Regions from separate parts of the Sus scrofa genome. Here regions 1, 2 and 3 are each linked to region 4. A link is a contact called in public Hi-C and HiChIP or PLAC-seq data. All regions are on one chromosome and are shown on one strand. The core of a region is the stretch at or near the end of the contact, and the rest is flanking DNA. Distances in the headings are between cores, read along the strand shown.

Evidence for each region. Hi-C and Micro-C count contacts between places; a contact is called where the count stands out from the background. HiChIP or PLAC-seq counts read pairs in DNA pulled down with a chosen protein or histone mark.
Region 1: a Hi-C map of retroperitoneal adipose tissue shows a contact between it and region 4, with 2.3 times the contacts expected there. The contact joins two enhancer-like sites. A contact is called at or near these places in 27 of 47 Hi-C or Micro-C datasets (adipocytes, adipose tissue, alveolar macrophages and 14 more) and 2 of 2 datasets of contacts at active chromatin or transcription factors (alveolar macrophages and skeletal muscle).
Region 2: a Hi-C map of liver shows a contact between it and region 4, with 2.9 times the contacts expected there. The contact joins two enhancer-like sites. A contact is called at or near these places in 3 of 47 Hi-C or Micro-C datasets (liver, omental adipose tissue and skeletal muscle) and 1 of 2 datasets of contacts at active chromatin or transcription factors (alveolar macrophages).
Region 3: a contact with region 4 is called in an H3K27ac HiChIP or PLAC-seq map of alveolar macrophages. The contact joins two enhancer-like sites. A contact is called at or near these places in 1 of 47 Hi-C or Micro-C datasets (embryonic fibroblasts) and 1 of 2 datasets of contacts at active chromatin or transcription factors (alveolar macrophages).

Annotation. Positions count from the first base shown.
Region 1 is chr13:156,908,422-156,914,845 of Sscrofa11.1, forward strand. No RefSeq gene overlaps it. Among named protein-coding and RNA genes, the nearest start is that of ZPLD1, 230 kb to the left of the region's middle. Within about 2 kb of position 1,735, at least 5 of the 83 cell types and tissues checked have an H3K27ac peak or open chromatin away from gene starts, as enhancers often do. A contact at or near this core is called in mesenteric adipose tissue, omental adipose tissue and retroperitoneal adipose tissue, where this site is marked.
Region 2 is chr13:156,936,805-156,943,902 of Sscrofa11.1, forward strand. No RefSeq gene overlaps it. Among named protein-coding and RNA genes, the nearest start is that of ZPLD1, 250 kb to the left of the region's middle. Within about 2 kb of position 3,622, at least 10 of the 83 cell types and tissues checked have an H3K27ac peak or open chromatin away from gene starts, as enhancers often do. A contact at or near this core is called in liver and omental adipose tissue, where this site is marked.
Region 3 is chr13:156,971,887-156,977,992 of Sscrofa11.1, forward strand. No RefSeq gene overlaps it. Among named protein-coding and RNA genes, the nearest start is that of ZPLD1, 290 kb to the left of the region's middle. Within about 2 kb of position 3,720, at least 12 of the 83 cell types and tissues checked have an H3K27ac peak or open chromatin away from gene starts, as enhancers often do. A contact at or near this core is called in alveolar macrophages and embryonic fibroblasts, where this site is marked.
Region 4 is chr13:157,292,200-157,299,291 of Sscrofa11.1, forward strand. NXPE3 (NXPE family member 3) reads right to left here. Exons shown (of 7, transcript XM_003132693.4): 7 at 6,632-7,092. Among named protein-coding and RNA genes, the nearest start is that of NFKBIZ, 23 kb to the left of the region's middle. Within about 2 kb of position 2,657, at least 47 of the 83 cell types and tissues checked have an H3K27ac peak or open chromatin away from gene starts, as enhancers often do. A contact at or near this core is called in alveolar macrophages, embryonic fibroblasts, liver and 3 more, where this site is marked.

The sequences.
Region 1 (6,424 bases), core at 485-2,984, 380 kb before region 4:
TAGGAGTGCTACAAGAATCCAAAAAAAAAAAATCCTGGGCAATCTCGGAAAATAAGTATGCCTTACTGGCCCAGAATCAGGTTTTAGAGAGATACTGCTCATGGATGAAAGAACTCCTGTCACTGGGCTGTCTGTTCTAAATCTCTCTGGTTTTTCTCAGACACTTCTTTGGCAAGAGGGAGATGACACTGTGTGCTAAAAATCAGCCATGGATTGCTCAGAACTGAATTCATCCTGAAAATTAATTGCCCTTGAAATACATCAGTCTTGGAAAGTTTTGAAGACAGCTCCTAGAAACTGGGAGTTATGAAAATAAATAAAGGTAATCTTTAAAATAAAGTCATAAAGGGGGAGCTCTCACTATTAATCAGAGCCCAGAAGGAGAAAGGAAGAAATTCACTTTGCCCAGCAAGAGTTCACCATTTAAACACATTTACCAACTTGGATTCCTCAAAACAGTTCCTTCCAACTTCCTCTTTTCCTCTATAAAAGCAAGCCCCTCTCCTCTGTTCCTTTTCTTATTATTTTTTAAAGTTTTATTGAAGTATAGTTGATTTACAATGCTGTGATAATTTCTGCTATACAACAAAGTGATTCAGTCATTCATACATGTATACACTTCTATTCTCTTTCAGATTACTTTCCCATATAGATTATCATAGAATATTGGGTAGAGTTCTCTGTGTTATACAGCAGGACCCTGTTGACCAGTCGTTCAATACAAATCAGTGTGCATATGCCTTGATTACGGTTCACCATAGTTTGCTTGTCCTGAATTGCAATTCTCTGCTATTCCTGAATAAATAATTTTTCTGGTAAATAGCTTTTTTTTAAGGTCAACAGAGTTAAGTGGTGGTCCCTTGATACCCCTCACTGCCCAGTGAAGCCTATCCCACCTTTTTGTGGAAATAGAGCAAACTTGAAGTCTTTAAAACCCTGACTGGACATGAACTTCCTATGAAAACTAATATCCTTGACTTGTAAATAAATAGGTCAGTTTTCTTTTTAATTGTGGCTCTTGCTTAAAACAATTACAAGGTTGCAAAATTAAAATGCAGATTCATAGGCCCCACACAGGGGATAGAAATATTCATTTTTACCAAGCTCCCAGGCACAATGCTAGTAGAAGTTTCTAACACCTCTGCCAGGCTTCATTTTGAGGGACTAGCCTGAGATCCACAGGTATAAGGAACTGTTCTGGGAACAAATGAATGCCAGAAACTCCAAGTTCCTTCGTTTCCAACTTCACCATTTATAGCACTAATCTACCACACATATTTGAGAAGTAAAAATTTCTCATCCTGAAAGGAAATTCTTTTGCACCCAAGATATCTGAAAATCTTCCTTTTTCTGAGTTTTTAGACATTATTCCAGTGTTATGTGCCAACTTTCATGTTTTCCATTTAATCATCAGCATTGAGTAATTGCTATGTTCCAGTAACATTTCTTTTTACTGGAGATAAAAAAGTCTTCATGGGACTTATGTATATTTGGACAGAAAATAAACATACAAAAAATAAATTACATAGATTTTTAAGAGGTGAGGAGTTCCCTGGGGAAAAAAATAAAAAGGAAAAACAACATGGTAAGGGAGTGACTGGAGTGCTGAGGGCATTGCAGTTTTAACTAGAGCTGTCTAATAGGCCTCATTGTAAAAGTGAGATTTGAGCAAGAACTTTAAGAAGATGAGGCACTCATTTGGAAGGAAATTCCAGGAAGACAGAAGAGCCAGTGCAAAGTAAATGTTTTTAAAGTAAAAATGGATTGAGTTTAAGGGAGAATCTCCTAGGAGGCCAAGGGGGCTGGAGCAGAGTCTAAGGTCAATTATGTAATTGGGAAGACAAAAGTCACAGGGACTCTTAGGCCACTGTAAAGACTTTGATTTTACTCTGGACAAAAAAAAATTACTGCAGGGTATTGAATAAAGTGATATAACTGACTTTTCTATTATCATTCGGATCTACTGTAATTTATTAGATTGCTAGATTTGATACAGAGCGGGTAAAGGTTAAACAAAGCCTTAAATCATAAACTTTGGGTTCCACTGAGCACATGCTATCTACATTTCCATTGAACAAAATCTACAATCAAGAGTTGAGGTTATTTTCTCTGGGAATGGATATTTTTCATGTTTTTATTTTTTAAAAATTCAAATTAGCAGATGTATTTTGAGTTTAACAAAACTCTGGCAAATAGGTATGGTAGAACATTTTAATTCCCATTTTACAGATGATAAACTGAAGTATAGAAAAACAAAATGTCATGCTCAAGAATTAAATATATGTACATATATAGTAAATTAATATATGTATATTTATCTAATAAATATATATATGTGTGTTTATCTAGTAGATAGCAGAGTTAAGACTTTATTTTATTTATTAACCATACAGCTTACTCAGAAAATTTGGAAATGAACCTTTAAAGGACTCAAACATTTACATTCTATTAGTGTCTTTTGATGGTGTTATTCATGAATAATTAACATATGGTAGGAATAAACACACTTTTGTGGTTTAGACAAAAAGGGGTACATTGTGGCTTATTAATCCTAAGGCGACTGACCAGGAGTTCATGGTAAATATAGACTGAAGAGGCAAAACTATCATTTGAACAGCTCACAGATAAGTAGTCAGAGGTTTAGGTATTTTGATTCAGGAACAATGTTTTGTTAACTTCTCTATTCCCAGTACTTGGAAGCAGAAAATAGACATTTGGACAAGAGTCCTCGTTCTTCAAATGGAATTCTCTTCATGTCACCTACTTTGGAGTTAGCAATTAAAGCCTCCACAGAATAGTAGGGCCTCTGTGTTTAGGCTAACTCGGTCATTGGGTCAACCTTTATGGGCAGCTCATATGTACAAGTGAGGTGGTAAATAACTGTAGTTAGAAGCTCAGGCTATAGATTTAATATCAAAATAACCATAACATTTTTCACAGAATCCTAAAATGTACATGGAATCACAAAAGACCCAAAGTTGCTAAAGCAATCTTGTGAAAAAAGAACAAAGCTGGAGGTATCACACTCCCTGATATCAGACTATACTACAAAGCAATAGTCATCAAAATAGCATGGCAATGGCACAAAAACAGACACTTAGCTCAATGGTACAGAATAAAGAGTCCAGAAATAAACCCATGCACTCATGGTTAATTAATCTATGACAAAGTAGGCAAAAATAATGGAAGAAAGACAGTAGAAGTGCTGGGAAAATTGGACAGCTACATGTAAAAGAACAAGATTAGAACATCTCCTCACATTATATAGAAAAAACTCAAAATGCATTAAAGACCTAAACGTAAGACTTGAAACCACAGAACTCCTAAAGGAAAACATCAGCATAACACATTTTGACATAAATCATAGCATTATCTTTTTCAGTCTATCTCCTAAGGCAAAATAAATAAAACCATAAACAAAAAGGACCTAATTAAACTTAAAATCTTTTGCACAGCAAAGGGAACCATTGACAACGTGAAAAGATAACCTACTAAATGGTAAAAAAAATTTACAAATGAGAGGACCAATAAGGGGATAATATCCAAAATATATAAAAAACTCATACAACTCAATATCAAACAACAAAGAAATCAATTTAAAAATGGGCAGAAGACCTAAAAGACAATTTTCCAAAAAAGATACACAGATGGTAGTCAACAGCCCCATGAAAAATTATTCAACATCTCTAATCATCATAGAAATTCAATTAAAACCACCATAAGAACAGGACAACCGCAAATCAAAACCAAAAAAATACATTCACAAGAACTGAAAAGAAGAGGCCACAAACATAAAATAAAAGGAAATCATCCACGTGAAAAAAGAAATAAACAAAGGAGAAACAGAATCAAATGAAAAACAAAGTTTAAAATGGCAATAAATACATATTTATCAACAATTACCTTAAATGTCAATGGACTGAATGCTCCAATCAAAAGACATAGAGTGGAAGACTGGATTAAAAAAAAAAGAGCCTACAATATGCTCTCTACAAGAGACACACCTTAGGGCAAAGAACACATATAAATTGAAACTGAGGGGATAGAAAAATATTTCATGGGAATGGAAATGACAGGAAAGCAGGAGTTGCAATACTCATATCAGACAAAATAGACTTTAAAACAAAGGCCAGCACAAATGAACATCTCCACAGAAAAGAAAATCATGGACTTGGAAAATAGACTCGTGGCTGCCTGATGGGAGAGGGAGGGAGTGGGAGTGACAGGGAGCTTGGGCTTATCAGACACAACTTAGAATAGATTTACAAGGAGATCCTGCTGAGTAGCATTGAGAACTATGTATAGATACTCATATTGCAACAGAACAAAGGATGAGGGGAAAAATGTATACATGTAAGGATAACTTGATCCCCTTGCTGTACAGTGGGAAAAAAATAAATTATAATAAAAAATTAAAAATTAAAAAAAGAAAGACAAAGGACACTACTTAATGATAAAAGGGTCAATTCAAGAAGAGGATATTACACTTGTCAATATATTTGCCCCTAATATAGGAGCACCCAGATACATACAACAAATACTAACAGATATAAAAGGAGAAATTGATGGGAATACAATAATAGCAGGAAATATTATCACCCCACTCATGTCAATGGACAGACCCTCTAGACAGAAAATCAATAATGCAACAGAGGAGTTCCCATCATGTCACAGGAAACGAATCTGACTAGGAACTATGAGGTTGCAGGTTCAATCCCTGGCCTTGCTCAGTGGGTTAAGGATCCAGCATTGCCAGGAGCTGTGGTGTGGGTTGCAGATTTGGCTTGGATCTGGCATTGCTGTGGCTGTGGCATAGGCTGGTGGCTACAGCTCTGATTAGGCCCCTAGGCTGGGAACCTCCATATGCTGTGAGTGTGGCCCTAAAAAGACAAAAAAAAAAAAAGGCAACAGAAACCCTAAATAACACAATACAAAAATTAGACTTAACAGACATTTTCAGGACATTACATCCAGAAAAGTCAGAATATACATTCTTTTCAAGTGCACATGGAATATTGTCAAGGACTGACCACATACTGGGACACAAAATAAACCTCAGCAAATTTAAGAGTATAGAGGTTATTTCAAGCATCTTCTCTGACCACAATGGCATGAAACTAGAAATCAACCACAGGAAAAGAAATGAGAAAAAACTGACTACATGGAGACCAAACAACATGCTACTAAAAAACTAATGCGTCGATAAGGAAATCAAAAGTGAAATTAAATAATACCTCAAGACAAATGACAGTGAAAACACAACCAGTCAAAATCTATGAGATGCTGCAAAATCAGTTCTTAGAGGGAAGTTCATAGTTATACAGGCCTTCCTCAAAAAAGAAGAAAAATCTCAAATCAACAAGTTAACCCCACATAAATGAATTAGAAAAAAGAAGAACAAACAAAACCTAAAGTCAGCAGAAGGAAGGAAATCATAAAGATTAGAAAGGAAATCAATAGAATGGATATTCAAAAGACAATAGGAAAAAAATCAATAAAACCAAGAGCTGGTTATTTGAAAGGGTAAACAAAAATGACACGCATCTGGCCAGACTCACCAATAAGGAGAGAGAGAGAATCCAAATAAATAAAATAAGTAATGAAAAAGGAGAAATCACACTGGATACTGCAGAAATACAAAAAAAGAGAGAGAGAGAGAGAGAACACTACAAACAATTATATGCCAACACATTTGACAATCTAGAAGAAATGAACAAATTTGTAGAGACATACAGCCCACGAAAATTGAATCAAGAATAAATAGATAATTTGAAAAGACCCATCACTAGAAATGAAATAGAATATGTAATAAAAATAGTCCCTATGAACAAAAGTCCAAGACCAGATGGCTTCAGATGCAAATTCTACCAAAAATACAAAAAAGAACTTATGCCCATCTATCTTGAACTTCTCCCAAAGGTTGAAGAAGAAGGAACACACCCAAAGATATTCTATGAAGCCACCATCGCCCTAATGCCAAAATCAAAGATACTACCAAAAAACAAAATTATAGGCCAATATCTTTGTTGAATATAGACATAAAAACTCTCAACAAAATTCTAGCCAACCAACTCCAACAACACATAAAAAAGATAATATACCATGATGAAGTGGGATTCATCCCAAGCTCAAAAGTATGGCTCAACACATGCAAATCAATCAATGTCATACACTACATTAATAAAAGAAAAGTTAAAAAACCACGTGATCATCTCAATGGCTGCAGAAAAGGCATTTCTTTCAAAATCCAACATCCATTCATGATAAAACCTCTTACTGAAGTGAGTAGAGAAGGAACATGCCTGAACATAATGAAAGCCATTTATGACAAACCAACACCAATATAATATGCAACAAGAAAAGCTGAAAGCCCTCCCGCTAAAATCTGGAACAAGACCAGAATGCCCACTCTCACACTTTTATT
Region 2 (7,098 bases), core at 2,372-4,871, 350 kb before region 4:
GCAGGCATGCAATCACCACAGCTATCCACAAAAGGAGCAGGCAAAAATGCCCATCTTCCAGTCTTTCACTGGAAGGGGTTTGATTGCATATTTCACAACCTGCTGATTGTGGGTCCATCTTCTAATCAGCACACATCTAGGTGCTAACTGTGACCTTCCCTGGGATCTAAAAGAGCCAGTGGGCACTTTCTCTACTTTTTCCCTACTTTCATTCCAACCAAAAGCCAAGTTTATCAGTACCTCCTTAGAAAGAGCTTATACACATATCTGGGACCCCAAATTTTATAGCTTCCACCTGAGGGATCAGCTCTCAAATTACCTAGCTCTGAGAGCCAACAGGACTTGCATTCATGATTTCCATGGGATTATAGCAAATAAAAGCAGTCTTTAAATAGATGCACCTCCTAAGGAGTTCTCTGGTGGCCTAGCAATTAAGGATCCAGCATTGTCACTGCTATAACTTGGATCGCTGCTGTGTTGCAAGTTCAACCCCTGGCTCAGGAGTTTACACACACCACAGGCATGGCCAAAAAAAAAAAAAAAAAAAAAAACTGTTAAAACTGTAAGAGTTTAAAATGTCAGTCAACACAACACATGAGAAATTATATTTGCAACTACTGAAACATACAATGAAAAACTGTGGGTATCAACTTCAAATTGTGGCCCTTATAAGGTATCTAGTTTTGCTCAAGTATTTTAAGAGGTATGTGAGCAAAAACAGTTGACCATCATTGCTCTAAGCTGCCTTCAGCTGTATCTTCGACAAAGGCACTCAAACTGACTGTTGGGTTCAGCTTGTTTGATGCTATCTGCTGCTCCTGCCCCAACATTTGCTCTCTGCAAGACAGCTCACCTGAACAACCCCAGACTTCAGGAGTAAAAGCAGAGTGAAAAAAAAAAAAAAGATTACGGTAATTCAATAGCCCAGAACCTAGAGAGACATGAGAATGTGGGTGGGGAGAGTTCTGAGAGGAAGTGGGATCTGAATGTCCCTTTAAAACCTGAGCAGCTTGTACCTAGCAAGCAGGCTCTTGTGGTTATAACAACAAACCTCATCAACTTATGAAGCTGCCTTGCACCCAGCTGAGCAAGACTTCTGAGATCAAGAAGCAGGATGGAAGACTCAGCTCTTCCATCAGGGATGATCACAGGACGATGAAAACTTTGAAGTCTCAAGGCAGGGAGTATACAACTCTGGTGCAAATTTAGGGCCTCCTTGTCGAAGCACAAAAATTGGCTATGCAAGCGATGATTACTGGTATGCTATTTTTAAAATATAAAAGTTTGCATTTCCATGACTTAAATCCTTCCAACGAGTTCCTGTAACCTTCAGGCTAATATTCAAACTCCTTAATTTAGCACTCAAGCACTTCATGGGTTGGCCCCTGCCTTTCTCTCTGGCTTCATCTCTCAATACTCCCAGGAAATGCTCTGCATTCATTCCAGCCATCCCAAATGACCAGCAGATCTCAGCTGTATCTGGCTACTGCCTTGACTTAGTGACTATACAAACACTAGTGTGTCTGCCTGGAAAACTCCTCCTACTTCTTCACCTGTCAAATTTCTCTTCCCTCAAGACAACTAAAGCATCATCTCCCAGGCCTCGAATTTTGATATTTTTCCTTCTTTGTGCCCTCAAAGCAACTGTGCTCCAGCATTCATTGTTTTGTTTTCATTCATTTATTGATTCACTTATTAGTTCTTTGTAATTTCCTAACATATAAGTCCTGTTACTTTGAAGGAAATCAGTGAGTGCAATAGGAAATCATATATACATTTTTAAAAAGAATCATAGACAAGGAACAGGGAAATAGAAGAGTTTGGATTTTATGAAAGTGACAGGAAGAAAAGCAGAGTAGAAATTGAAGAGACAGAGGAGCAGAGAAAAGCCGACGGCCTCTTCTCACCTGCTTCCCATCACAACACACGGGCCTCCATCACTTAACAGACCAGCAGGACCCAAAAACCAGCCCTGCCCCTAATAGCTAAGGGGTATTAATTACTAATGACCTGGTATATATTACTAATCCTCTCTAAGCTCCAGTTTCCTCATCCCTGAAATGGAGGTAAGTACATTATCCTCTTGTCACAGAGTTGTTGTGAAGATTAAATCAGATAATGCTTATGACAATGCTTATGACACGATGCTTTGTACATAATAAATACATGACAAATGTTAGCTGAAAATGCATTCCTAGCTAATGTTGAGGAATAAAGGAAAATCTTTTTTCTTAGGTCCCATATGCACATGGACATGGCCAGGACTAGTACATTAGACTAGTCTGTTATGGAGTCACTCTCTGATTCAGGACATTTTAGCTCAGAGCTGAATGCAGCAGAGCAAAACGAAATCAGCAATATTACCATCAGTTGAATCCATCCTCCAGTTGAAAGATACATCAGTTATAAGCTAGGGATTGGGGTCAAGAATATTTTTATATTTCTATATTAATGACATAGTTTTAGTGTTTTGAGTTTAGAAAGAAAGCATATGAGAAAGCACAAAATCATACTAGCTGGCACATGAAAGATTCAAGAAAGATCAAACCCCACAGCAAAAAAGTTTCATTTAATGTACCCTGTTCTTCTCAAGCCTCCTGATGTTACCAAAAAATTCTTTTCAAACTGAAAAGTGTTTCCCTATTGACCCAAGCACTGGGTTGGATTTGGAGGTAAAATATTATCCAATTGGATTAATTATTATATCACATGGGATCAGATGCCTCCACCAGGCACCAGTTTTCTTGGTTGGTCACATATTAACAATCATCGTCTTGACATTCTAAATATGCTGTCTGATTAGTAGTTCCTGGCAGCAGTGACTGATAGCAGTTACTGGAATCTCTGCTTACTGGGTGGTTACGTAATAGCTACACCTAGCTGCATGGCTAGTCACGATATATATTTCATGATGTTTGGCCTGACGAGTGTCATATTCACCAGACTAGTCTCATTATTTGCTTCACATGTTTTGCTTACCTTACCTTTGTGCCTTTGCTCTGTCTTTCCTCCACCCAAAATGACCTTTCCAATTGTTCAAATTCTAGAATTCTTTTAAGATTCTAGTAAAATGCTCTTTTTGGCTGTCAACCACCCAGTAAAAAAACAGTTTGCTTCTAAACCCCACTGTATTTTATTTTCTGCACAGTGGTTTTTATTTTGTATCCTGTATTTTCCTTACTAGCACAACACCTTATCTACAATTGGCACTAAATAAAAGTTTACTGAAGGCATGAACTAGTGACCCACTACAACTAAGAATACTATGAATTACTTGAAAATGTAAACAGACATATCATCTTAATGAAAAGAAAAGATTTTACTCCCTATGAGGAAATCCTGCTTTTTAACTAACAGCTAAATCCACTTCCTGTTCATGTACCTCCTAAAAGGTTTAGGAAGAAGACTCTAGGCAGAATAAATTCTAGAATAGCATCTCTGGCTTATCATAAAAATAGCTTGGCCTTGCTTGCATTTCTTGGATATTGAAACACTTCCCCAAGTAGGGGCTGAAATCAGAATTAGGGAAAGTTGGAAATGATGGATTTAAGTTGGTACTTTGGGCATGAAAAAAGAGCAGAAATGCTTTCTGCTTGTCCCCTTTACTGATCGACCCATTCCTAGACATGAGAGTCCTACAGAGGTTAGAGATGACCGAGAACTAGGTCAGGGTAAAAAAATGGGAGGATGATAGATTATATTTATATGGGCTCAGTATTATGTGATATTAAGGAATTATTTTCAATTTCATCAGATTGAGTAATGGCATGCTTATTGTGAAATATAAAAGCTTTATTGGTTAGAGATGCATGTTGCAAAATGACATAATTTCTGGGATTTTCTTTGAAAAACTGAAGAGAAAGAGGAGGAATGGAGAAAAACAAGACTGGGAAAATGTTGATAATTAGTTGACTGATCAGTTTAAAGAAGCTTATTATACTATTCTCTACATTTTTGTGTGTTAAACTACTCCTACTCTAGAGTTCTAAGGCAATAATTATCATCATATACCTGATCTCCAAACTAGATGTTTGCCTGAAATTACAAGTAAGGGGAAAAAAGGGAATTTTAATTATCTAGATCACCAGTCTGTGCCATTTGATTTAACGGACACTACTCAAGATTACTGTTGTGTGACGTCTTCGGTTAAGTCAGAAAACTATACACCTGAGGCATAAGCTGGAAGAGATAAGTGAGGTTTTAACCTCAACTATACTAAAGTTATGTACATTGTGTCCTTAATCAAAGTTTCAGAAATCCCAGTAGACCAGTTCTCGGTGCTTGTTTGTCTGACATTTTTGGAAGTCATAGTTATGAGTTATATTTAAAAAAAAAAAATCAGTCATACTGGAGTTCTCATTGTGGCTCAATGGATTAAGAACCTGACACAGGATCTATGAGGATGTGGGTTCAATCTCCAGCCTCTTTCAGTGGGTTAGGATCCACCATTGGTGCAAGCTGCACCATAGGTCTCAGATGCAGCTTGGATCCAGTGTTGCTGTGGCTGTGGCATAGGCCTGCAACTGCAGCTCCAGTTCGACCCTTGGCCTGGGAACTTTCATTGCCATAGGTATGGCCATAAAAAGAAAAAAATATAAGTCATACTAAAAAAAGAGGGGAGGGAAAGATGGAGGGAAATGGGGATCAGAAGTAGTCTATAGGTTAATAAATTCCCTGGCAGGATATCTTGGTGACAATCCAGGTGAGCAATTAACTATCCAGTATATCCAGCCCTAATTAAAACTTAGCTCTGAACCATTAATCAAAAAAAGTGTGTTTTGAAGAAGTTAATAACTCTGTAACTTTATGCTTTTTTTTCTAATATCAGGCAAATATCAAAGAAATTCAGAACTTTTCCCCTAGCTTTAACCAAAATAACCCCAAATTTCTACTCACTGAATAGTCTAAGGCACCAAAAGCCATTATCATGTTAAATGTTGCTTTCTGCCTTTTGTAAATACCACCAAAGACTGGAATCCTCAGATAACTGGGGGACATTTTTCTTCATTTCTATTTTTTTTCTGGGATGAGCATATGTTTCTCTCCTCAAAAAAAAAAAAGGCTGTATATTGTTGGTCCCAACTTTGCCAAGTAACAAATTGTAGAAGAAAATAAAGTAATAGTATTGATTTGCTGAATAGGGTTGACTTGAATAAAGCAAATGTATTGATTTGATTAACAGAAATAGAATTTGCCTAATAAAACTTACTTCAGGAAAAGAAATATTTCAATTTTAAAAAAATTAAAGCATTGGTATGCCCCTTTATTGTTAGCTACTTGCATAAAAAGATTTTTACAGTTTGGTGGCCCAATAGTGCTCCAGCAGATGAAGGTTTTAAGAAGTGGAATCACTAAGCAATGTTTAAAGAAACCAACAAAAACTGGCATCAGCCTACATTTTCACATTCCTCTGTACATCTCTATACATTAGGCTATTGGATACATCCAAATCCTTCAGAAAAAAAAATCTCATTACAATTTCCTAAATACGTGTACTTGCAGAACTGAGGTATTAATAGTATTACCCCCAAAAAAGGACTTCTTGGTCAAGTGAAGCTGGAGAAATTCTGGGTAAAACAAAGTTCAAATATCTCTTTACTTTGGGACTTCCTAGTCTCTTTAATATGATAATAGCATTATGAATCTTCAAGAAGGGAAATTCATTAAGACCAGTGCAATGTTCAGAAATCAACTTGTGAAACTAGTGTTCCAAAAACATATTGACGGCTATGATCTGAAAACACACCCAAGTATGCAAGCAGACAAACACATACACATACACAAATACCCATAGGTACGAATATACTATGAGACATTAGTAAAACATTTTTTTCACTGGTGTGAACAAGTATAAAGGCAACTAAGGGAGTTCTCAATCATGGCGCAGAGGAAACGAATACGACTAGGAACTATGAGGTTGCAGGTTCAATCCCTAGCCTCGCTCAGTGGGTTAAGGATCTGGCGTTGCCGTGAGCTGTGGTGTGTGTAAGTCGCAAACGAGGCTTGGATCCCATGTTGCTGTGGCTGTGGTGTAGGCTGGCAGCTGTAACTGCATTTAGACCCCTAGCCAGGAAACCTCCATATACCATGGGCACGGCCCTAAAAAAGACAAAAAAAAACATTTTTTTTTAATTTAAAAAAAAATTCTTAAGAAAGGCAACTAAAATTGTATGCCAGCAAAACAAGAAATATCTCCTTTCATTCAAAGAAACAAGAGAGATCTGTTTTTTTTTTCCAGCAGCCCTTAAGACTATGGATTCTGGGCAGCTGTTTCCTTCCTTCCTGCTCTAAAAACATCAAATCCAGGAACTAAGAAACTGATAAGGAAGGAGATGTCCTTCTTGCTGCCTTTGGGTTAATGAACATTCAGTACTATGGCAAAGACACAAGCTCCCTGTAAACTCCAGGAAAATTACTCAGATCTGGCCCTGACTTTCTGTAAAACCTGGAAGTAAATTTGTAGATACATTGCTTTTTTTCTTCTTTCCTCAATTAGAGTAAAACCAACTCCCTAAGTTATCTCAAAGGCCACAGCGAATTACTCAAAGAACATTCAGTTTATCCTGTGAGTAATACTGATCATAGCTGCCAAATGGCTGCTTGATGGGGTGAACTTGATAATTTTAGCTGTCCTGATATGATACCAATCAAAACAATTCCACTCCAATGATCACAATTCAGTTTTGATAATAACAACAATAATAATAATGAGACTCTGACTTAATTATGATTATTATTTGCTGACCCCTAAACTGGATGGCCTTCAATTTCACTTTGTTCATTGGGATCACCAATGCAGACATTACAGGAGTAGTAGGAATGCAGGATTGATATCAGACCCGTTTATTCATGTTACATTTAGCCACAAACTCAGTTTCCTTTTCCATTTATTATTTCTTGAAAAGGAAAATTAGAGCACGTTAGCCTACATTGTTCATTTCCTTGGTACAATCTCCCAAGAGCTGATTTACTTTCACTAGTCCTAAAAACCAGCAAATGCAAATTGCAGTTACAAACATCCAACCCATAAGGCAATGATTTACCTTGTTATAATTCATAGTAGTAACAAGAAGGAGCATGATACATAAAAGCATAGTT
Region 3 (6,106 bases), core at 2,470-4,969, 320 kb before region 4:
TGAAGAACAAATCTAATCAATATTGCTAACTATAGTCAATCTATTTAGTCTACACAAAATTTCATGATACATGTTAATTTGCTAAATATAATATCACTTGTAATTTGTAAGTACTTGTTACCAAAGTAATACTATAATACAAAGTGTGAATTAAGTGAAATGTATCTTTAGTTTCTCTAAATGTTGCCTTTCTGAAATTTTTTTTCTCCATCCCCCATATCCTTCATCTAGACATCAATATCCACTACAAAGACCATGAGCCACATAAGTTATTTAATTAAAATTAAATAAAATTTAAAATTCAGTCCCTCAGTGACACTAGCCTTCTGTGCCCAGTTGTCACATAAGACTAATAACTACCATAATGAATAGTGCAGATAAACATTCTCATCACTGCAGAAAGTTCTAATGCAAAATTCTGCTCTCAACACTTAGAGCTTGTGGAATCCCCTCTCTAACTAGAATTCTTCCCACACAGGCTATGCCTTCCCAACCATTTGCCCATGTTTCTTTCATCCTATTTTCCTTACTCTCATGGTCTCCCTGAACCCTCTCATGATTCCCCATAGGAAATACAATTTTTTAATTCCTTCTTTGAGGATCTTCTTTAGAACTTAAATAACTTGACAGACTTATCCATGCTTAGGCAATGTATGGATGCACAGAGTTGATGTGTTCTTTCTCCAAAGTAACACATTTGCACTTTAGCAGAAAGCTTCTGGAGATTCTCTGCATTTACACTAAGGGTAGACTTTAAAAGTTGTGGTTTTAAGCACCACGGTAACCTGTAAACTTTGGTGAACTGACTTCAGAATGCAAGAGCCTTCAAAGCACATTTCAAAGTACACTATCCTGTTGGCCTGCATCTACAATGGCCTTGAGTCACTATGGTGTGTTGCCTCCTAGGAGTGATAGACTATCCCTAAGTGTCACCACAAAAGAGGAAGCATTATGCATCTGACAAGGAATAGAAATAGTAGGTCAAAAGACATTTATTTTGCTTGTAATCATGAAAGTGATTAGCGCTCAGGGTGGGGTTTTGGTATCATAAGCTTTGTCCATTTTGGGCTCCCTGCCAAGGCAGCACACAAACTATAATTAATAGCAAAATAAGAGATAATATATAAGTTCTTCATAATAGCTTGGCAAATGTTCCCTTCTCCCCCAAAATAGGGCTCTGATAAAAACTGAATTGGCAATGCAGCTTGGGCCAGAAGACATTTTTTTTAAAAGAGGGAAAGAAAAGATTTCTCACCCTTCCGATACTTAAAACATCATTAAACTGCAAACAGACTCTAGTTTGCCCCATGGGTCCATTCACTGGGTCAGAGAGAGGCAAGCAACTGGCCACTCTGCCTGGGGGAATAATCTTCATCTGCTGACTATAAGCTGCAAGAAGTAAAAATAAATATCCAACTCTGAAGAAGGCTTCATTTCTCTTCAAGTGTTCAAAAAAAAAAAGAAGAGAAAAAGGGTAAGCAGACCTGCCTCAGGAGGAAGTCATGTGCCATTCAGTGTTCCACATTCTGGATTCAGCTGATTGTTTCCTTGTGATGTCATTTAACTTGATCTCTACACACAGAAATTTTTATAAAACTATTCATGAGAAAAATAACAAAATCAATAGCACCTTTCCAGTGTTTTCCTTATTTTTTGATTTTAGGGTTTTTTAAAAGTTATTTCTTATTCATCAATAATCAGATGCACATAGCTTTAATAGTGGAGAGTGCTAAAAGATTTATAACAATAAAGCAATATCCTGGCCTCACCATAATCCTCACCAGAGGCTACCACTTTCACCCCTTTTAGCTATTTCTTCTGGATACCTGAATATGTCTGAATACCATTTTTATACTATCAGCATTCTAAAAGCATTTCATTATGGAAAATGTCAAGCACATACAGAAAATTAAAGCATAGCATGATGGACCCCCCTCATGGACCCATGATATGGCAAATCCCATTTCATCTATACATTGACCCATTTTTTTCACCCTCCCACCTCAACCATATTTTTTAAATAAATGCAAGATATATCACTTTAATTATAAATATCTCAATATATATCACTCAATGTACATCACTTTTAAAAAGTCCCCTTAAAAATATAATCACAATACTGTTATCACAAATTCAAATTTAACATTCCTAAATATTAGCAAATATCCAGGTACCGATGATATTTTTCCAATTCCCTCATAATTATTTTTTATGCTTGGTTTATATAAATCAAGATGCATTTTTATGTGTCATTTAGGTCTTCTTTTTTTAACTCAATGAATTTAACTATATTTATAGTGGTACAACCATCATCACAACCCAGTTTTACATTTCCATCCCAAACCCTAGCATATTTCTTCCCCCCCAAAAAAAAAAACCTGTAGGTTCCTTTTTTTTAATCTATGACAGTGGTTCTCAATTGTAGGCAGCTTTGCTCCTAGGGAATAGCTGGCAATGTCTGGAAACATATCGATGATCACAAGGGCAAGGGCTCAGAATTCTAATGACTAGGACTGCTGCTAAGAATGCCTACCCCAAAATAAAAAATTACATAGCCCACAGTGTCAATAGTGACAAAGTTGAGAAACTCTGATCTATACAATATGGAATTCCATCCTTCCCCTCACCCCTGCTTATTTCTAAGTCCTTGACCCCCAGAGTTTCCACCTTCTGGACTTTGCTGACTACATCCCTGTTTTGTCTTACAACATGTTCCTCATTCCCTATCACTTCAGTAAATTAGAAATAAAGAGGGTATACATTAAAATATTAAGCCAGTAGAAAATATATTGAAGTATTAAAGCTTCTGTGTGAAAATGTGAATCGGGTAGTGGGATTACTGCCTGTGCTTAAAGAGCCAACGAAAAGGGCCTCAGATACTATGTTTTTGTTTTTTGTTTTTTGTTTTCTTGTGTTAATTTTTAGAGCCACAGTTGCAGCATATGGAAGTTCCTGGGCTAGTAGTCGAATTAGGGCTGCAGCTACAGGCCTACACCACAGCCACAGCAACACCGGATCCAAGCCACATCTGCAACCTACGCTGCAGCTCACAGCAACACTGGATCCTTAACCCACTGAGCGAGGCCAGGGATTAAAACCTGCAATCCTGTGGACACCATGTCTTGTTCTTAACCTGCTGAGCCACAACAGAACTCCATTACTAAGTATGGTGTAAATATGAAATTAATGACCAAAAATTTAATTCTTGAATTTTCAGGCTGCATAATGTAGAAATCTATCACCCTCCCATTTCCTTCTTCTGAGACCCTATCCTATAATATGCTGGACGTTTGCTCTTTCCCTCTAAAGATCTTCTCTTCAGCCTGCTTTGTGACCAGGAATGCTGGCCTGTGTAGACAGCATCAATGGATGCCCTCGCTCTCTGACTCTGGTCTGGCTCAGTCAATAGGCATAATTTATTTTTCATTTGTGCTGAGAAAAAAAAATTCAAGAAAACATGTTTAAATTTCAGGATATCCAGAAGTTACATCATTTACTTTCTTACCCTTTCCTTTTTTTTTTTTCCTGATTCTCATTATTTCTCCTCTTTAATGCTTACATCTCCAGAAATGTAACCAGACATAATTAGGGAATTATGTCACTAACCAAAAGTTATTTAAAGGGGAAAACTTTTTCATTGACTCACAACAAAGGAAGGGAGTTGGAGCAACAGGACAAGGAACAGAGGCTTCCTCAGAATGGCTGAAATGACTCACTGGCCTTGTTTGTGAGCAGGCATGAGGCACCCCCTGAGTACAGCCCAACACACTGGGAGTCAAGGGACATTTTAGGTTAATGGAGTCCATAATGCATGACAAAGCAAAACTTGGTTTATTTAAAGAGCTCTTTTACCAGTGTGCAGCATCAAAATACAGAACACACTGTCTAGGGAACACTCCCTCAGAGAGGGGCACATCGTCATACCTAGCCCAGCACCGATATGGAGAGGGTTCTTACAAACATTTGCAAATTCAATATATGCCTAACTGAAATTTTTTCTCTCTCAAAAGTTTGAGGAAGCACCAAAGAAAACCCTTAATCTGTCATTCTTTTATTTTCTACTCAGGGCCAACCAACAATGAAAAACTACTTGGTGAAGCAGAATGACAAGAACATGTTGAAAAGTTGTGAGCACTCCCCGGAGACCTGGTTGATACAAGGACTGGGACAGGAAAAATACAAGAAGAGCATCAAACATCTTGTGGTGCTAGACCATTAGGAAGTGCTCAGAAATAAAGTCTGCAAACATGTAAAGATGGTAGTGAGATCTCCAGGCCCGAGGTGGCAATTCCTCCAGACCCAACTCAGGTGTCCTCCCCACCCTTCAGGCCAAGATACTACCTTCTGCCCAAGCTCCAGGTATGAGATGGACTTCAGCCTCTTCAGTCCAAGAGTGGTCCCCAACAGGAACTCGGGGCCCAATTCAGACTTGCCCAGCGAACACTGAGTGCAGTATGACATCACTTTGTGGATAAAGACCACATGAATTTTGTTTGTTCCCTGTGTCATTCCCTGATACTAAAAGGACTTAGATTTCTCGCTTGGCTCAGGGCCTGGCCTTAACTCCTTTCTGCTCCTTCTCATCTGCTCCATCTTCCCTTTCCAGCCCTAGCCCTTCAGTCCTATTCTTTTTGTTTGTTTTTTTGTTTGTTTGTTTGTTTGTTTTGTTTTGTTTTGTTTTTGGCCAGGCCTGCAGTATGCAAGAGTTCCGTGGCCAGAGATAGAACCTGAGCCACATCAGTGACCCCAGCCACAACGGTGACAACATCAGGTCCTTAACCTGCTAGGCCACCAGAGAACATCCCATTCACATTTATTTCCCTCCCCACTCTCTAATCCCAACATAAAGCTGAGATCTGAGCCCCCAGGCTGGAGAGTTGGGGACGGGCACTCTAGGGCAGATTCATTAACACTCAAAACATTTACTGATATGGTCAGTTCTTCTTTTCTCCCCACCTAAGCTGGGAGTGGGTTTGTTGGCGATTTCACTGAGAATGTGGGTCCCAAGAAAGGGATCTTTCGCATCTGGCCTACTGAAGGTGAAGCTGTAACAGGACAGTGGACCCCTAGTTTTTTGCCCTGGTTCTGCACTTATTTGTATTTTGTTAATTACCACATGTTCACTAACTTCTGTTTTGTGCCTGTCCAATGCTTGGCATTGGTGACACAGCAGCCAGGCCGGGCCCTCACAGAGATGACAGACCACTGGAGGAGATGGATATTAATAAAATATTCTCATAAACTAAAAAAAAAGATGGCATTGGAGCCTGAAAGAGTACCCAAATAGCCAAAGATGGAAAGAAATTATCAATAAATCAACTAAAGGTAATATAGGATTATAACCTAATAACAAAATAAATAGCCATGAATCCCTCCCAATATAAATAAATTATTGAACAAATAAACAAATGATGGAGAAAAGACAATGCTTCCTTATTAAAGCATTTTGTGAGATATTGTTTCACACCTGTTAGAATGACTATTATCAAAAAGATGATGACAAGTTTTGGGGAGGATGTGGGGAAAAGGGAAACCTCATGCACTGTTAGTGGGAATGCAAATTGTTGCAATCACTATGGAAAGCAGTATGAGGTTCCTCAAAAAATTAAATATAGAACTGCCATGTGACCCAGTAATCCCACTTCTGGATATATAGCCAAAGGAAATTAAAATAATATATGGAAAAGATATCTGCACTCCCATGTTCACTGAAGCATTATGCACAATAGTTAAGACACAGGAACAAAATTATCCAATGACAGGTGAATGACTAAAGAAAATATTATATATATATTTATGTTTTATACACTGCATGTATTTATACATTATTTAATTACATAAGCCAAATATCTTGCCATTTGTAACAAAATAGGTGGATCTTGAAGGTATTATTCCAAGTGAAATAAATGAGACAGAGAAAGATAAATACTGTATTAAATCACTTATAAGTAGAATCTAAAAAAGTTGAACTCATAGAAATAGAAAGTAGATTGGTAGTTTCCAGAAGCTTGAGGAGTCAGGTGATGAGTAGATGTCAAAGGATACAAACAACTTCTAACTATAAGATGAATAAATTCTGGGGATCTAAGGTATGGCATGGTGAATA
Region 4 (7,092 bases), core at 1,407-3,906:
GGGAGTATATGGTAGCTGGGTGTGAGCGAAGGAAATCAGAGCCCTGGAAAGATGTTGACCTCTCCCCATTGTACCTCTGCTAATACCCCAGGGGCCTGGTGGCCAGGACACCAGCTATGGAGACAAGCCCCCTCAGATTCAGATCCAAGCTCTGCCACTTACTATCTGGGGGACCATTAGCCAATTGCTTAATTCCTCTGAGCCTCAACTTCCTCACCTATAAAGCTAATTATGCCTACCTCCAATGCCATTATGAGGGCTGAATGAGATCTTGCTTGTCATCTCCCAAAACAAGGGTTTAATGTTAATGCCCTAACCATTAACTCCCTGAAAGAGCAGTAAAATATTTTCACCCGCTAGGTTTGGAAGGAAAGTGTTTTACCTCACAGTCTCAAATTAAAGGAACAGGAAGTGCTTTAATCAGAAAGCATGTATGGTAGCTTTAATGACAGGGCTTCACCAAAACTGTAGGGGGCATGACGCTGAGTCTGTTAAAGATTACATAACCCTGAAACTGCCAGTCAGCAGAGACCTGAATTCCCCTCTTAGATGTTTTCATCTGTCCTCCTCTCATGGAAAATAGTGGAAATTCAAATTGGTTCAAAAGATGCTAAACCACCAAAAAAAATCTTAGTTCACAAGACATCACAATAAAATGTCTATAAAGTAAAATTCATAGTAACCTTGAGGCAATTTTAGAAATCAACTAATAGATCCAAGAATCACAGACATTTTAGAAAACATCCCACTGCCCATTTTGACTACATCAGGGAAGGGCCAGGTAGTATCTGGAATTAGGAATGTCCACCTTTCTCACCATTAGAAGTTCAACATCAGGCCAAGAAAGTCAAAAGGTGAGGTCAGCCTCCTGATCTTCCTGTTAACCTGGTGGGGGAAATCAAGAGGCCACCAGATGAAAGTCAGCTGAAAGCCAAAGGGAAATGGTTTTCTCAGGAGCAACTCATTGCGGGTCTCAGAAAAAATCAGAAAATCTTCTGTCTGTATAGTGCTCTCTATAGCTCTTCACCTTCTGAGAGGGCTTCTTTTGCTTTTAGACTTCCTTCAGGACAAAGTCTACAGCTGGACAACTCAATTGTGCCAAGCATGGTCACCACCTCCATGCTGGGAAGGAAAGTGCCAAACATTTAACATTTGTTGTGCACCAATTTCTGGTGCTAACTCATCCCAGACTGTCTCTAAAGCACTTGCACCCTACCCACCTGTGTCTTTAGTCAAAGCAAAATCATCTGATAATAGAAATGGGTGTGGATCATACATTGTATTCTGAAGTCAAAAAGACTTTAAGGGTAGCTGCATGTTCAGATGATCTGTGTGGCTGATCCCTCCTCCAGTGGGAATTGTTGAGGGTAGTCAATAGGCCTTGGAAAATGTTATCTCCTTTTATTGTGTAAACAACCTACTAAGAAAGGAAAAAAAAAAATTCCACCTGGCCAGATAATGTGTTTCTTTAGATGCCTGATATTAAGTGTGGGGATACATATTACCAAGTACTTAAAACTTACATAATAAATGTCATCCTCTGAGATACCCCCACACCCCATGACAGCAAGTTCACTAATCCTCATGGAGAGAGTCTCAACCATTCTACCTAGAAAGGCCCTTTTATTAACACAAAATCCCAGACTGTAATAGATCTAGGGGTCCAGCCAAGTTATCAAATTTCAAGGCTTCCTTCATTCATAAAATGGTCTTTTAATACTGTCTTTAATTTTAAGACGTAATATACAAGAATTACATGCTGTACAACATTTTGATCTACTTGGATATATTTTTCCATAAAGATATAGTTCTATGACTACCCTTGTTAAGAAAGTATATCTCTAAACACATACTCGAACCTCTTGGGAGATTTCTGCCTAGCAGTATCACAGATCTACTTTCCTGGTTAAATGTAAGTTTTTACATTAGATTTAGGATACTTTCATCACCCAGCCTGTCCCCAGCATCTTAGTCTTTCCTGGGCCTTCACAGCAAACATACATGATTCATAGCCATTACCAAACTATAAAAACATCCTGAGTTTTCCCTCCCCCCAAAACTGCCCCCTAATATTTTGCCCCCAAACAAGAATGATCACCCAAATATCAAAAAGTGACTCCAAATTAAGGCATCTAAATACGTGAAAAGAAAGGAAAAAAAGCTTAACATTTACGAAACTTTTTCATACTAAATATCAAATAATAAAAATATACCTTTGTGTTTGAAGAGTCAAATCATACAGATACGTAAAGGCAAATCAACTGTTTCCAGCTGTAATCAGCGATAATAACCCAAGTACGTGAGAGCATGAGAAAAATGATCAGTTTCCTTTTGAGGTTACATGATAAGCAGCAGCAGTTAAGCAGCCTTTTTCTCTAAGAACCCAGTGTCTGCCCTCGTGGCAAGAGAAGCCAGCCCCTCTCCACGTCCCCCTTTATAGGGATCGCTTTCTGTTCACCCCTCTAAAGAGGATAAGGGCGGGGGAAGCTAAGGACCCGTTTTCTAAGATACAGAATAAGGTCGAGCTCTCATTCGAAAGGGGCTGCGTGGGCACAGAGGAGGAGGGAGGAGGCGTGAAGGGAGCAGAGAGGACTAGGTTCGTGGACTTTTTTTTCTGCACCCTGGAAATTCCCAGGCCAAAAAGGTACCGACCGGAGTCCCGGACATTCCCCTCAATGGCTGGCTCCAAGACCCGGACTGGAACCCAGCAGAGGAATCAGAAGCCAGTCTATGAACAAAAAGGTTTTTGCTAGGGATGCCTTTTTAAAAGGTCTCAATGAACTCACTGCCGGGCATTAGAGTTGCCTCGTGTTTATGGATTCACGCCGTCTCTTTTTCTTTCGCGTTTTCTCTATGGCCCCAAAATGTGTGGGGGTGGGACTAAAGGGGTGCTTTCTACAGCGCAGCTTTTCAAAAATGGCAATCAGAAAGTAGTATCTCTACCATGGCCCTTCATTGACAAAGGACAAATATACACATAAAGCAGTGGTTCTTCAACATACAAGTCATATTGCTTTCATGTGGGGTAGAGTGGGGGTGATTTTAAACAGAGAAGGAACCATTGCACAATACTGAGAGGATTTCTTCTACGACATTTGGTTTCACTGTGGCTTCTTTTCCTTTTGGGACACTTTCTTCTGTAATCTCTGTACTGCCTCCTTCCCTAGGCAGTGTTATAATCCAGTTTTATAGTCAGGAAATGTATGGTTCTCCACTAGGAATGGGCATCTAGATACCAGAACATCTTTTTTAAAAAAGAAGCCTGACTTCATTTCCTGAAGACTATTAAAAAGCAAAATACGGAGTTCCTGTCGTGGCTCAGCAGTTAACGAACCCAACTAGCATCCATGAGGACGCAGGTTAGATCCCTGGCCTTGTTTGGTGGCTTAAGGATCCATCCAGTGTTGCCCTGAGCTGTGGTGAAGGTTGAAGATGTGACCTCCATCACCCCTCATTCCAGAATTCCTAGGTGCTCCTAGAACTCTGCAACTGTGATCTCACTTCCAAAGAGAAAAAGATCGGGGAAGGGGGTGTGTTGTTTCCCTTGGGTGTTTATTCCCCCAGTACTCCCTGGGTAATTGTTATTTCTTTTAACAGGGCCCAGAAAGAGAAAACTCTGGCATGGAATACATGGATATAAAGACTTGTAATATACATTCTTGTGAACCACCCTGATGTATCAATCTGAAACTTAATACCCAAAGGTGGGCAGTATCAGTCAATTGGTACTTAATAAAATGATGGTTGTTTAGATGGTAAAAAGGAATCATATTAAAGGAATTCCCATCGTGGCTCTGCAGAAACAAATCCCACCAGGAACCATGAGGTTGAGGGTTCGATCCCTGGCCTCACTCAGTGGGTTGAGGATCCAGCATTGCTGTGAGCTGTGGTATAGGTCATAGATGAGGCTCAGATCTGGTGTTGCTGCGACTGTGGTGTAGGCCAGCAGCTGTAGCTCCAATTAGACCCCCAGCCTGGGAACCTTAACATGCCACGAGTGTGGCCCTAAAAAGACAAAAGGCAAAAAAAAAAAAAAAGAACCATACTAGAAACCAAACTTACACCTACTAAAGTTTCTCTTCTATAAAATATAATTTGCATAGAAGGGCCTTATTAAGGATTCTCCCTTTCACAAGTAGCATCAAATCAATCATTTGAGTCAAGAATATGAGGAGATGCACTAAGAAGTTAATGCCATCATTCCAAAATAAAAATCCATATTTTAACCTAATAAAATTATATACAAACTACTATTTTAAGATTTTATTATAGATCTAAATAGCCAACCTATGTAAATAATGACATTATTCAGCTAAACTATTAGGCTTTTACAAATCAAGAAAACTAACATAGAAGCTCCCATCATGGTACAGCGGAAACAAATCCAACTAGGAACCATGAGGTTGCGGCTTAGATTCCTGGCCTCACTCAGTGGGTTAAGGATCTGGAGTTGCCCTGAGCTGTACTGTAGGTCACAGACATGGCTTGGATTCTGCGTTGCTGTGGTGTAGGCTGGCAGTTGTAGCTCCAATTAGACCCCTAACCTGGGAACCTCCATATGCCTCGGGTGTGGCCATATAAAGTCAAAAAAAGAAAAAGAAAAAGAAAACTAACATAGAAAAGTATTTGCATGTTAAATTTAAAAACAGTTATAAATTTCATGTTCTCTGTGATTACAGATTTGTGATTTAAAAAACCCTGAAAATAAACCAAGTTGCTAATGCTCATTTCATTCAAATGACAGAATTATGGATTCTATCCATAAATTTTCTTCATCCAGATTTTAGTTTTTTTTTAAATTATGATATCCTTTGTAATGGAAAATATATATTTAAAACAAACTATGTTGGTATGCTAATATACACAACTCTGAGGTACTGGTTTAAAATAAACTTTTTGGAAGAAATTAAAATATTGTATCCAATTGTTCTGAGAATGATTTAGGTAATGTTCCAGACTCCACCCTTAGGCAACTTTTTTAACTTCCATACCAGAGTGTAGAAAGACAAATTAGGAGGGACATAGTGAATGAGAATACTTTAAGAAACTGTGTCATCAAATCTTTAGGACATAAAGTCACTAAGTTTAAAAAATAACAGAAATTGGATGAGATCACAATAAATCATTTGCACAAACAAGCAGTGTCACTCCAAAGTCATGGAGAGGCAGTGGAAATTGAAATTCTCCTGAGAAGACATGACTCAGCCTCCTTCAGGGATCCTTGAGAAATGCTCATAAGTTCTTTCATGAAAAAATAAAACCTCTTTACAAAGTCCAAAAAGTTCCAGTTGAAAAGGGCTATGATTCTCACATATCTAGTTCAAATCCAAACTCCAGTTCTTCATCTATAAATATCATCTGGACTATTAGATCATGATCAGAATTAAAAGCTATGAAAAAAAGCCCCTGAAATAATGAATAAACAATAATATTTCCTCAGTTCCATCTTCCCTCTTCCCTTAGTGTTTCTCAAAAATGTAAAATACCACACTTGCATCAGAAGCCTTGGGCATTTGTCATTAAGGTTGATTCCACAATTCCTGAAAGCAGAGCCCCTAATTCTGCATTTTCATCAAATATTCCAAATGATACTCTAAAGCTTAAAGACCATCAAAATTAAGCTACCTGGAGTTACCGTCGTGGCACAGCAGAAATGAATCCGACTAGAAACCATGAGGTTGCAGGTTAGATCCCTGGCCTCGCTCAGTGGGTTGAGGATCCAGCATTGCAGTGAGCTGTGGTAAGGTCATAGACACAGCTCGGATCTGGTGTTGCTGTGGCTGTGGTGTAGGCCTGCAGCTACAGCTCCGATTAGATCCCCAGCATGGGAACCTCCATATGCCACAGGTGCAGCCCTAAAAAGACAAGAGACAAAAAATAAAAATAAGCTTCCTTAACATATTTAACACCTTGGTCCACTACAAATCAGAACATAATTTAAAATTATACTTATTTATTTTATAAACTTGCAGGTGGCCCTCAAGGTTAGGAAAGGAAGATCTTAGACTCTCTGTTTTAAGGTAAAAACAAATTATTTGGATCATTCTTCTAAGAATTATTTTTTCATGCTTTCAGCATTGACATATCTAAAACCTCCCCAGTTTCTTCACATCTCCATTTAGGAATAAATAAAAACTAGATTCTACTGTGACTCAAAAAAAGAGTACTTACTAAATGGCCACAAATTAATTTAAACTTATTTAAGATTAATAAGATAAAGCTAGGAGTTACTACTGTGACTCAGCCCAGTTAAGAATCCAACTAATACCCATGAGGATGCCAGTATGATCTCTGGCCTCACTCTGGGTTAAAGGATCCAGTGTTGCCATGAGCTGTGGTGTAAGTCGCAGACGCAGCTCAGATCTGGCATTGCTGTGGCCGTGGTGTAGGCTGGTGGCTGTAGCTCCAATTCAACCCCTAGCCTGGGAACTTCCATATGCCACAGGAGCAGCCCTAAAGGAAAAAAAAAAAAAAAAAAGGCAGGGGATGTGGGGAGAAGATAAAGACAGTCAAGTAAAATTGATAATTCGATTATTTTAAGATAGCCAACAGGAATAGCACCTTAACTTTCAGGCATGAGAGAATGTGTGTACCTTATGCTCAAATCAAGTTGTAATAGATTTCAATATCTGAATTTAATTTTAACTAGATTTTAATTTCTAATATGGGTAGGCAATCATATAACAACCAAAGAAGAAACACTCAAAATTGATGGAAATAATTTCCACAGCTTTATAACAAACAATAGCATTCTTTACATAAAAGTTAATTCTTAAAACCCTCAAACTTCAGAACACAAAAATAAATTTCCCTTTATAAATTTCCCCTTTCACGTTCCAAAAGTGGTTTTTCTGTTTTGCTTTCTCAATGGCCACACCCACAGCATATGGAAGTTCCCAGCCCAGGGATTGAATCCTAGCCACAACTGGAGGCCCTAACCCACTGTACTGGGCCAGGGATTGAACCCATGCCTCTGCAGTGACCCAAGCAGCTGCCATTGGATTTTTAATCCAATACACCACAGCAGGAATTCCAAAAATGATTAATTGAGAATAGGTATAATCCTGCAAAATTTAGCTAAATCAAATAAGT